Regions from separate parts of the Mus musculus genome. Here region 1 is linked to region 2. A link is a contact called in public Hi-C data. All regions are on one chromosome and are shown on one strand. Each heading gives the region's core, a stretch centred on a gene start, on an enhancer-like site or on the middle of the called end of the contact. The rest is flanking DNA. Distances are from core to core; before and after follow the strand shown. Region 1 holds the start of Pon3 (paraoxonase 3). Region 2 holds the start of Pon1 (paraoxonase 1).

Region 1 (5,049 bases), core at 391-2,890, 62 kb after region 2:
AAGATAAAAATCAACAGGAAGAAAGCAACATGGAGGTCAAAGCACTCATCCCAAGTAGACACCTGGAACAGGCAGGGAGGTCTTTCAGTCACTTTCCTGATGTGACAATTATGGCACTGCCTTTCATGGAGGCCGTAACAACGCCTCTGGTTTATAGTTACATAATATGTCTCACGTAACCACTGTGCCTACAGAAGCTAACTTCACAGTTATTGCTGAAAGAATAAAGTAGAATTCTATACGAAATATAAGACCCCACTTAATGCTAGGCAGAACCGAACACTATTCTTCATTTAAAGGAACAAAACAGCATTACAAAAAACAAACAAACAGCATTACATCATATTCTTAACTATTACCTAATATGAATCTGTACTTACCCATTTCATATTTTCTTGTTTTCTTTGGACCTCCTTCCTCCAGTAGGGAGAAAAAAATTCCAAATTTCTCTGAGGTCTCCAAGGAGCTGAACTGATAACTTTAGCTCTAACTTCCTCATTTCAACTAAGCTTATGCTGACTTATCTTAGCAAAGGTACCTTATGGACCTGACACTACTAAAGGCATTAGTTAGCCAAAGTGCTTTTCAGCACAGCGCTCTTACCTTGCACTGAAATAGACTTCTAAATACTAGGTAGAAATTAAAATATTAATTGAACTGTATTCAAGAAGACTGAAGGTAGATTTATCTTTTGATCATTTATAAAAATTATCCTTTAGAGGTATGGTTTTAACACTTGGGGGTGAGGGTGGGGAGGCAAGTGTTAGTCTTCCTAGCTGTACCACTCTTAAATTTACTATTTGAAGATTCTGCCATTTGTTGTTTGGGGAGCAGGCGGGACAACGAGCCCTCTCAAGCTGGACTAGAAAGCGTTGCCAACAGACATCAGTGTCTGAACAGATTGCAGCAGCGAACCTCTGAGACTAGTCACTCCTCAGAGAAAGAATAAAAACAACTAGATGACAAGCAGAGGCCTTAGCCCCAAGTAGCAATAAGGGGAGGGAGGAGAAGAACCCACCTTTAAAAAAAAAAATCTTTCAGATCAAACTGAGTTTGCTTGAGACAGTAATTCCGGGAGGGTTTCCCTGCCGGATCTTCTACTTCAAAAAGTCAACTACCCTTCAAGTCAGTTCCTGTCCGCGGGGTTCAGCTCTCTTCCCTGTTTCCTGGCTCATCTTCCAATGTGGCATGGGTTCTGGAACGGCCCGCACTTTCAGTGTCTGAGTCAGCTATAAACACCCAGCTGCTAGTCTGATCCCCTCCCCCAAGTCCAACACTTCCAAATGACTTGGTCTTTCACAAAGGCAATGTAGCAGAAGACCTGGAAAAGGTACCCAACCTTCAGAAATCAAACGTGGGCTTTCCTACCCTGGCAGCCTAGAAAGGCACGCAGCTGTCCCCTTTGCTAGTGAACGAGTCTCAAGGAGAAGGTCACTAAGAACTGAGGTTCCAAAACTGCTCCTTTCCGGAAGGAAACGCTAGGAAGTTGGAAGCAGGAGTTCCCTGATGTGGACTAGAAAGGAAAGAGCTGAAGCCATCTCCATGGAGATGCCCACTCACCTAAAATTCAGCAGCCTTTCCCCTATTAAGGCCAGACAGGCTCCCAGCAAGGTCAGCGCCACAAGCTTCCCCATGGTGTCTGGGTGCCTTAGGCAAAAAGCAGGAAGACTGGTGCCGCTCTGGGGCGCGGACTCAGGGTCCCGCCCACTGATCAGTCCCTTGTGCCCCGCCTGCCTGCACCTCCTGGCAGTTGTGCTGATCCTTTCTAGCAGTCTTGGGAGTTTTGCTCTCTCCTGCGCCAAGGCTCAAAGCCACCTCCACATGGAGGGCTCAAAGCCACTTGTCTACTTGAGTTTCAAGGGGATTTTTGTTCTTCTGATTCAAGTCCACCTTTATTAGCGATGGTTCAAGGCCACTTTAATGTGCAGATTCTAAGGCTGGCTCTCCAGGCAAGCGGTCCAAGAACATATTTCTGCCTAGGCTAAGGTCAGCTAAACTCTGGACCATTCAGGTTTGAACTCACAAGCTGGAATCCTCACGGTGTGGAAAATTTGTTTCTTAAAGTCACAGAACTCAATTAACCTCAGCTTCTCCAGTGGAGTGATGTGAGAGAGCTGCCTGGGAAGCCAGAGTTCATAGACTAAAGCTTCAGAGTTCTGGCAGGCTGCATGTAAGAGGAGAAATTGCTCCATATACACCCTGAAGAAGAAAATCCTGAAAGACGAGCCCTTTGGCTCATCCTTCTCGAGGAACCAGAGCTCTGAACTTTGGCTCAGAACTTCCTGGTGCCTTCATGGTGGTAGACAAGTCCATCTGTCTGGCAATCTGGAAGATGAGCAGAATGTAATAATATTAATAATAATAATGATAATAACATCAACAACAATATATCGTTTTTATGGGAGAGTCTTACTCTTCTGTGAATTTCAGGTCTTTCCAATGAAGAGCAAACTTTCCTTTCAGATAAACAATACTGTTGGAGAGACTGAAGATGGCCAGACACTTGAGTTTAGGGAACATCGCACCTTCAAGGATCATCTCTTTTTAGTTACTAATAGGAGGTAGCAGCAGCAGAATTCAGTTTAAAAAGAGAGCTTTTTTTTGAAATAGGTAGATTTTATAGGACTAAGGTGTAGCGTCCGCTCTTGACCAGCAAGAACAACACGACCACCAGTCCTTCTAACAACAGTTTATTCAGCAAACTTCCGTCTTCATCTCTCTCACTTCAACTTTCTCTCTCATCTTTTTTCCTTCTCTGACCCAGGCCTCTCACTCTTATATACTCTCAGCCCTCATCCACTCACAGCAGGCCACGTCACCTCACCAGGCACGCAGCTTCAGCTAATCAGGGCAGCAGGGGCATGTCTCCACCAAAATGGATTCGCCAGTATCCTGGTGCACCTGCGCAGCTCTCATGATGGTTGTGGCTTATTTTCAGATGTATGAGGAAGTCAGGTGCAAGACATAAGACTTAGCTGCAGTCCCTGGCGCCTTCTTGGGACTGCTGCCACACCCACTCCTCACATTTCCCCCTTTTTTCTTGTTTGGCAGAGAGAATGTCTGTCTTAGATTGCCCCCTGCAGCAATGCCCCTTACCCGTCCTTGGGAGACAAACAGCATTGGTTTGATCCCTGTCTTAGGTTGGTGACATGCCCAGGGAGTCTTATCCGTCACTGACTACTTCTCTATCATGCCAAGTCACACTTGGGGAGATTGTCCTGTTTGCATGCAGCAGGTGCATCAGAAGGCCAGGATGCTGATTAATCTATGGCCCGATTTTGATTGCTGCAAGCAAGCCTCTTGGGTGAAGGTAGAGGTCTGATCCCCAGTGTGCAAGCATAGGGGCCCTACACAAAACCATCCCTTGGGCTCATCACCCAGAGAGGTCTTGGCCAGCTCCTGTGTCGTTTTTCCTGGGGGAAGGGAACTAGGACACTGAACCTTCATGCAATCAGACATGCCTTCCACAGGAAGCCAACAGCAAGCTATCCTCTGTGCAGTGCTTAGCCTCGCAACCCATGGCATAACGCAGCATTATTTCTTTAGAGCGGCAAACCGAATCTGAGGAGATTGTCCCGCCTCCACTGCGGCAAAAGCCTGCACTACCATGGCGAAAGTGCGGGCCTGCACACGCTGCACCCAACACATACACCAAACACACAACACACACACACTATTACAAGCATACATCCCAGGGCTCCCATCAGCCCTGAGGCAAGGGATCTTATAAACAATAAACACAAAAGGAGGCCACATACAAACAGGTGTAGCCTGAAAAGAAACATTCCTTCCTCCAGCAAATTGAAATACAGAAGTTTCAAACACATTAGAACCATTCCAATAAAATTTGCATTATCTCAGGCCCCTCCTGTCACCTGGAGTAAGGGGGAAAGATCAGTGCAACTACCATTCACCCCACATAACAACCATACATAAAAGGGGCACTGCCCAAGGTGGAAGGGAATCAGGAACACTCCTACAAAAAGGAAGGGGGCCCATCTAGGTTGGGAGGGTATAGTGCCAATGCCCTTGGATATACTGGCAGGCCACACCCCTCGAATCCAGGTAGCATTAGCTTTAGTAGATACAGCTGAACACAATTTGAATCATCTGAAAACACAACAATCCCTTTAGCTGAAGCAGCATAGAAAAAAGGCAATTGTAGTGAAGCATTAGATGTAAAGAACTGAGGAAACACTTGAATGCGTCAATGGCATGGGCCTCAGGAACACAGACTAATTCCCCAATGTAGCTCTTCAGTTCTCACTAGTGGGAGCATTCCCAGCCACAGGAACATCCACGTCCTCATAGCTCCGCTTGTTTTGAATTGCTCTGGTCAGTCGTTCTGGGACCCACAGCTGTTGTTGGTTATCCTGGGGAAACACACAAACAGACCCTCTCTCTCAAACCAATTGAGAGCGCTCCTCTCTCACCTGATTCAGTGCCTCATTACCTCTCTGGAGTTCTGTGCCACATCTTTATCTTCTATGCAATTTCTCACTAACTTCCAGACTGGCAAAACCCCTTTTGGTAAAACCCCCTGTTCCTCTGCAAACCTCAAGTCCCAATGGTGCTTGGTGCAACTTGTCCCAAACCCGTGAACCTTAATTTGTCCCAAAAACGGGAGCCTTAACTTGTCCCAGAACCGTGAACCCTAACTTGTCCCCATGGTTTCACTTTTACTTTGTGCCTGCTTCCTGGCAACCTTATATTCACCTCTATTTTATCCGAGGTCTTTCCCAAACTCCTGGGGTCGTAAGTTACACTTACCGAGAACTTACCCTGCTGGCAAACACTGACTGCTGAAAGTTCTGAACTCGTTGGTGGGGGAGTTGGTTCCCTGTACGGGCCACCAATTGTCGCATCTGCTCTTGACCAGCAAGAACGACACGACCACCAGTCCTTCTAACAACAGTTTATTCAGCAAACTTCCGTCTTCATCTCTCTCACTTCAACTTTCCCTCTCATCTTTTTTCCTTCTCTGACCCAGGCCTCTCACTCTTATATACTCTCAGCCCTCATCCACTCACAGCAGGCCACGGCACCTCA
Region 2 (4,863 bases), core at 2,237-4,736:
TAATGCCACACCATACTGAGCCTCTGGGTGCACAGAGAGGAGACTCAGATGGCTGCTGAATTGTTCTATGGTACTATTAGACTAGTGCATCAGACAGAGAAGAGGGTATAGATACACTGAGGGGGGCCAGCAGGAATGAAAAGCAATTAAGCCTTAGTCTGTCTGTCACAAAGAATTATGATAATATTGAAATGTTATATAACCTATCCTCACAGGCTCATTTGTGGGAGGTGTGGTCTCTGAGGGAGGTATGGTCTCAGTGCAGTGATCAGAGGCAGAATTTTAGAAAGTGACTGGGTTGTATGGAGTTTATTTAATCAATAGAGTAATGCTTTCATGGATCCATAATTGAATAGACTCTTTGGAGATCACAGACACTATGCTAAGGAAAGTAGGGTTGGGTTGGAGGAAGTGGGCCAATGGGCTTATAGCTTTGAAAATCTGTCCTTCTCTCAGGCATTTTACTCTGATTGGTTCTCTCTGCTTCAAGGCCATCACGTGATAAGTAGCTCTCTATCACCTGCTCTTGATGGCCCACCTCGTGCTGTTCTTCTTTACAGCAGCACCACGTCCATGGACCAGCCCCAATGGGCTTCAACCTCCAAAGCTTTCAGCCAAACAAGTCACAAGAAATCAAACTAACACACCCATAACTTATCAGTAGGCTCTTCGGGTGGGTTTTGATATCACATATGGCTTATTATCTGTCCAAATTTATAAATCCTACTGGGATGCGTGTTATCTTCTCAGAAGTTTTAGGAGAGAAACAGGCTGGAATGTTTCTTGGCATTAACATCATAGGAGGAATTGAAAGTTGCAGAAACAAAGTCTTGTCCATGTCGCCAGTCATCCACCATCCTCACTGCCTAGGATGAGTGTGAGGTAGCAGAGATACGTTGAGGAATTCATGCTAACCCTGTCATTCCCATCCAAAGAAGGAAACACAGAGACCTTACATGTCATGGTGGTAAATCTCAGAAGGAGTCTCTTTGCTTCTCCACATCGCACATCCTCAAGAAGTGTTCCGTGTTGTTCTGGGTGTTCTCTAGACTTGTATGATCTATAGCATGAAAAGCTACATGCCAGATCTGACTACAAGGGTGAACCAGAACCGTTTTGATTTCTTCTTCTCTGCCTCTCCCACATCATGAAATTCTCCAAGGCACAGGATGGGACTGCACAGATTCTGTGACTTGCCTTCAACTCCTGATGTATAGGCCAAACCCCTGCTTGCAAGCAGTCGAATCCTGCAGAATAGAAGGCTATATCTATTCTGAGGGAGAGCTTTCCTTGATGCCCAGATACATCAAAGTCATGTCTGTTTTTCTTTCCTGGGCAGGTTCATGACCTTCCAGAGTCTCATGTGCCTTTTCTCCAAAATAGGGGTAGGTCATTATTCATCCCCCAGGCTTTCTGGCTCTGGGACCAACATGGAAGGGGGGGTGAGTACCCTCTCCAGAAGAGCATACAAGTATCCTGGGGTGAGGAAATTTCCTCAGTAATGCTGGTCTGACTCAACCATGTAAAGGGGGGCCTAAGACTTAGTATATCCAGAGAGGTTTTGGGTATCCCTCAGGCCCTTAGATCCTCTTGTGTGTTGAGCCTTTGGGGTTTCTAGAAAGTTGATGTTGTTTCCCTTCCTTCTCCTGCTTGGAATTTCCTGGGATTCTGCACACATTCACAATTTATAATTTAACTAATTTTTACATATTTAAAAGCCCAAAGTTTGACAAGGTAAAAACCCAAATCCGGCTATAGAGATGGCTCTGTGGTATCTCATCTCTGTGGTATTCTCACCACTGGGACCCATATAAAAGCAGGGCGCAGCAGTGTACGCCTGTAATTCCAGCATTGCAAAGCAGAGACAGGTGGATTTCAAGGCTCCTCAACCAGTCATATCAAGGCAGTCAGGGAGCCCCAGGCTCAGTGAGAGACCTTGCCTCAAAAATGAGGAAGATAGTGATGGAGGAAGATTCCCAAGACCAATACATAATCTCCTCAGATCTCCTCAGGTGCTCACATGAGCAGGTGCAGCTGTACACACACACACACACACACACACACACACACACACTTTTTCAAGCTCAAATACTTTTCTAATATTTTATGATTTAAGAAATAATAATTTATACAACCCAACTCTGTGGAGGATTCAAATTAGTCCATAAGATTATATAATTGTTTGTTTCCAAATAGTCCATGTTCATTAATTTTTTACTTCAGAGTAAATAACACAATAGTATTGACTAAAACTTTTTCAGGAGGATGGTGTGTAGACTTTGGACCCTCATAAAGGGTTATCATAAAACTTCTTATATATCTCTAGCCTCCTGCCCATTAACACTCTGGTGGGTTCCTAAATTCTTTCAAGGGAAGCAGGAAATAATACCACTGAATAGCTACTGCATTCCAGGCTTCTTGTTAGTAGTTTTCTGTGTATGGTACCATGGCTGGTTTATTGGAGCATTCAGTGGTTAGAGATGCAGTGTTGTGCCCAAGATAGCTTGATCAAAGCAAAGCCAGACAAGCAGTGGAGTTCACGATGCCCCTTACCTCAGCCCAGCACCCTCTGGAGCATGTAGGCTACCCCAGGGATCAGTTGCTCCCGGTGGGCCAGTTATAAGCAGTCTTTCTGTCTATTTCCTTAGTGGAATCTCAGATTGAGATTCTCCAAGCCAGGAAGGTTTACTACATCTAGTACTACATCTTTTTCACTAATGTATTGACTAGCAAACTAACTCCATCCCCCAATACACACACACACAGACACACACACACACAAACACACATACACAGACAGACAGACACACACACAGACATACAGACACACAGACACACAGACACACACAGACACACAGACACACAGACACACACACACACACAGACACACAGACACACACACACATACACACACACCAGTCTGGCATTTGGAATTTATTTTTTAAAGCCAGGTTAAAAAGTGACTGTAGCTAGGCACACAGACCTTGCAGAAATATCATTTGTGTACCCTGACCCTCTCTAGCTCTCAGACACAGGGCAGGTTTTTAACAAGCACAGGGAAGACTGACAACATCTATGAGGCACTCTGAGATGTGCATCCTACCCAGTGCCTATAGATTTAAAGAACCAGGAGGGGTGTGGAGGAGCTCCTGGACCTGGCAGGGGTAGGAACCACGTGGCTGCAGCCCTCACCCCAACCACCCCAACACAACTTACTGATAGGAAGACCGATGGTTCTTGTAAAGTGCCAACACCAGTCCCACGAGGGTGAGTGCTAGCAGCTTCGCCATGGCCTGAGACAGATGGACAGGCTGAGGATGGACAAGTGCAGCAACACTGGTCAGTCCTGAGACCTGCAGCCCAGTGGCTTTGACAACTCTGGATTGGCCGGCCAGAGCCTGTCTGAGGCCCGCCCCCAAGTGCCACAGCTCCAATTTAGCCAGAGTCCTCCAGAGGCACTCTGCTGGCTAGGTGCTTCATTTCCCTCATCTACCCAACCCATCCCCCAATTATAAGGCGAGAAAAGGCAGACATAAACTGGTCTGGAGGGGATTAAGCAAGCAGGAGGAAACAGAGAGCCCTGGGAAAAAATGTGCCAGGAGGGTGAGCCCTTTGCTTTGTGCCAGGAAATAAGTAAATAAACAAACAAAGCAGTTCTAATCCTTGTGGCTCAGAGGGGTTCACCATGATAACAGCCAATTACGAGCACAGAAAAGAGTGCCTAGGTCGGAAGCCCTAAGGTGCAGGCCGTCCTCACCAGGAGGCCCACACAACCGCAGCCTCACAACACCACCATTTCAGAATATCTCCTTCTCCCAGTGCCGCTTCTAAGTTCCAGCTCCCCAAGACATAATATTCCACCATTCAGCATCTCTCTTATGTGACTGAGGTTTATTGAGTGCCAGCTATGTACCAGGCACTGTTCAAGATGCTAAGAGGCATGACAAGTCTCTATGGAGCTTACATCAAGTGAGGGGAGTCAAAGAAATCATCTCTGTGGAGGCCAGTGCGGCTGCGCAGAATGCACGGGGACTTGCTGCCAAGCCTACCAACCTGAACTCCGTGACTAAGACTTGTGTGGTGGAAGGAGGCTTGACTTCCGCTGCTTGTCCTCTGACTTTCTCATGTGCGTGTAAAGATGCTTGCGCGCACATGAGTGTACACACACACACACACACACACACACACACACACACACACACACAAACACACACACACACGAGAGAGAGAGAGAGAGAGAGAGAGAGAGAGAGAGAGAGAAGGAGGAGGAGGAGGAGGTTATTTAAAGAAACATAAAGATGATACTTGTAATGCTGTGAATAGCGATTTGTGTACTAAACATGGGTCACAGAGACAAATAACGCAGGAGAAGTTGGGAGTGATTTCCGGGCTAGTTCAGAGTAGTAGGAGAGGCCCAGTGGAAGGAGGGGTGCACCCAGGGCCTTCAGCGCTCTTCCAGCCTCATCTGGGTACTGCTTGCTTCATCTAACCCCAGTCCCTCCCTTTGCTCTGCATCTCCTTTCCTTTCAAGTCATTTGGTCCCAATTGCACTTTCCCTCCTTTGCAATGTTCTCCTCTTTCCACTTTCTAGAATATTTGTCAGGTGCCAGTGTGCTTTAGTTCTCAGGTAAAGCGGTTGATTTCATAACCTAAGTACTGCCCTATGTTTCTGCTCCCTTGGGAACACTGAGCCTTAAACTTGAGCTTCTGTGTAACAAAGGGCACCACCCTTCAGGAGGGTCCACAGGAAAGGGAGCGACCTTAGGGAAGATGGGCAGTAATTGTTTGCCTTCTTGCCATGTCCACTTGCCATATTATGTGAATGAAGGTGCAAATGAAGCCTTTTGGACCTTCTAGGACAGA

The links. Hi-C and Micro-C count contacts between places; a contact is called where the count stands out from the background.
Region 1: a contact with region 2 is called in a Hi-C map of liver, with 3 times the contacts expected there. The contact joins the promoter of Pon3 here to the promoter of Pon1 in region 2. A contact is called at or near these places in 2 of 39 promoter capture datasets (liver and macrophages), 7 of 484 Hi-C or Micro-C datasets (embryonic stem cells, liver and nephron progenitors), 3 of 115 datasets of contacts at active chromatin or transcription factors (bone marrow-derived macrophages, hepatocytes and liver) and 1 of 9 other capture datasets (pancreatic islet).

Annotation. Positions count from the first base shown.
Region 1 is chr6:5,254,593-5,259,641 of GRCm38.p6, forward strand. Pon3 (paraoxonase 3) reads right to left here and starts at 1,641. Exons shown (of 9, transcript NM_173006.2): 1 at 1,561-1,641. The coding sequence starts at 1,634.
Region 2 is chr6:5,190,460-5,195,322 of GRCm38.p6, forward strand. It overlaps Pon1 (paraoxonase 1), which reads right to left and starts at 3,487. Exons shown (of 9, transcript NM_011134.3): 1 at 3,217-3,487. The coding sequence starts at 3,290.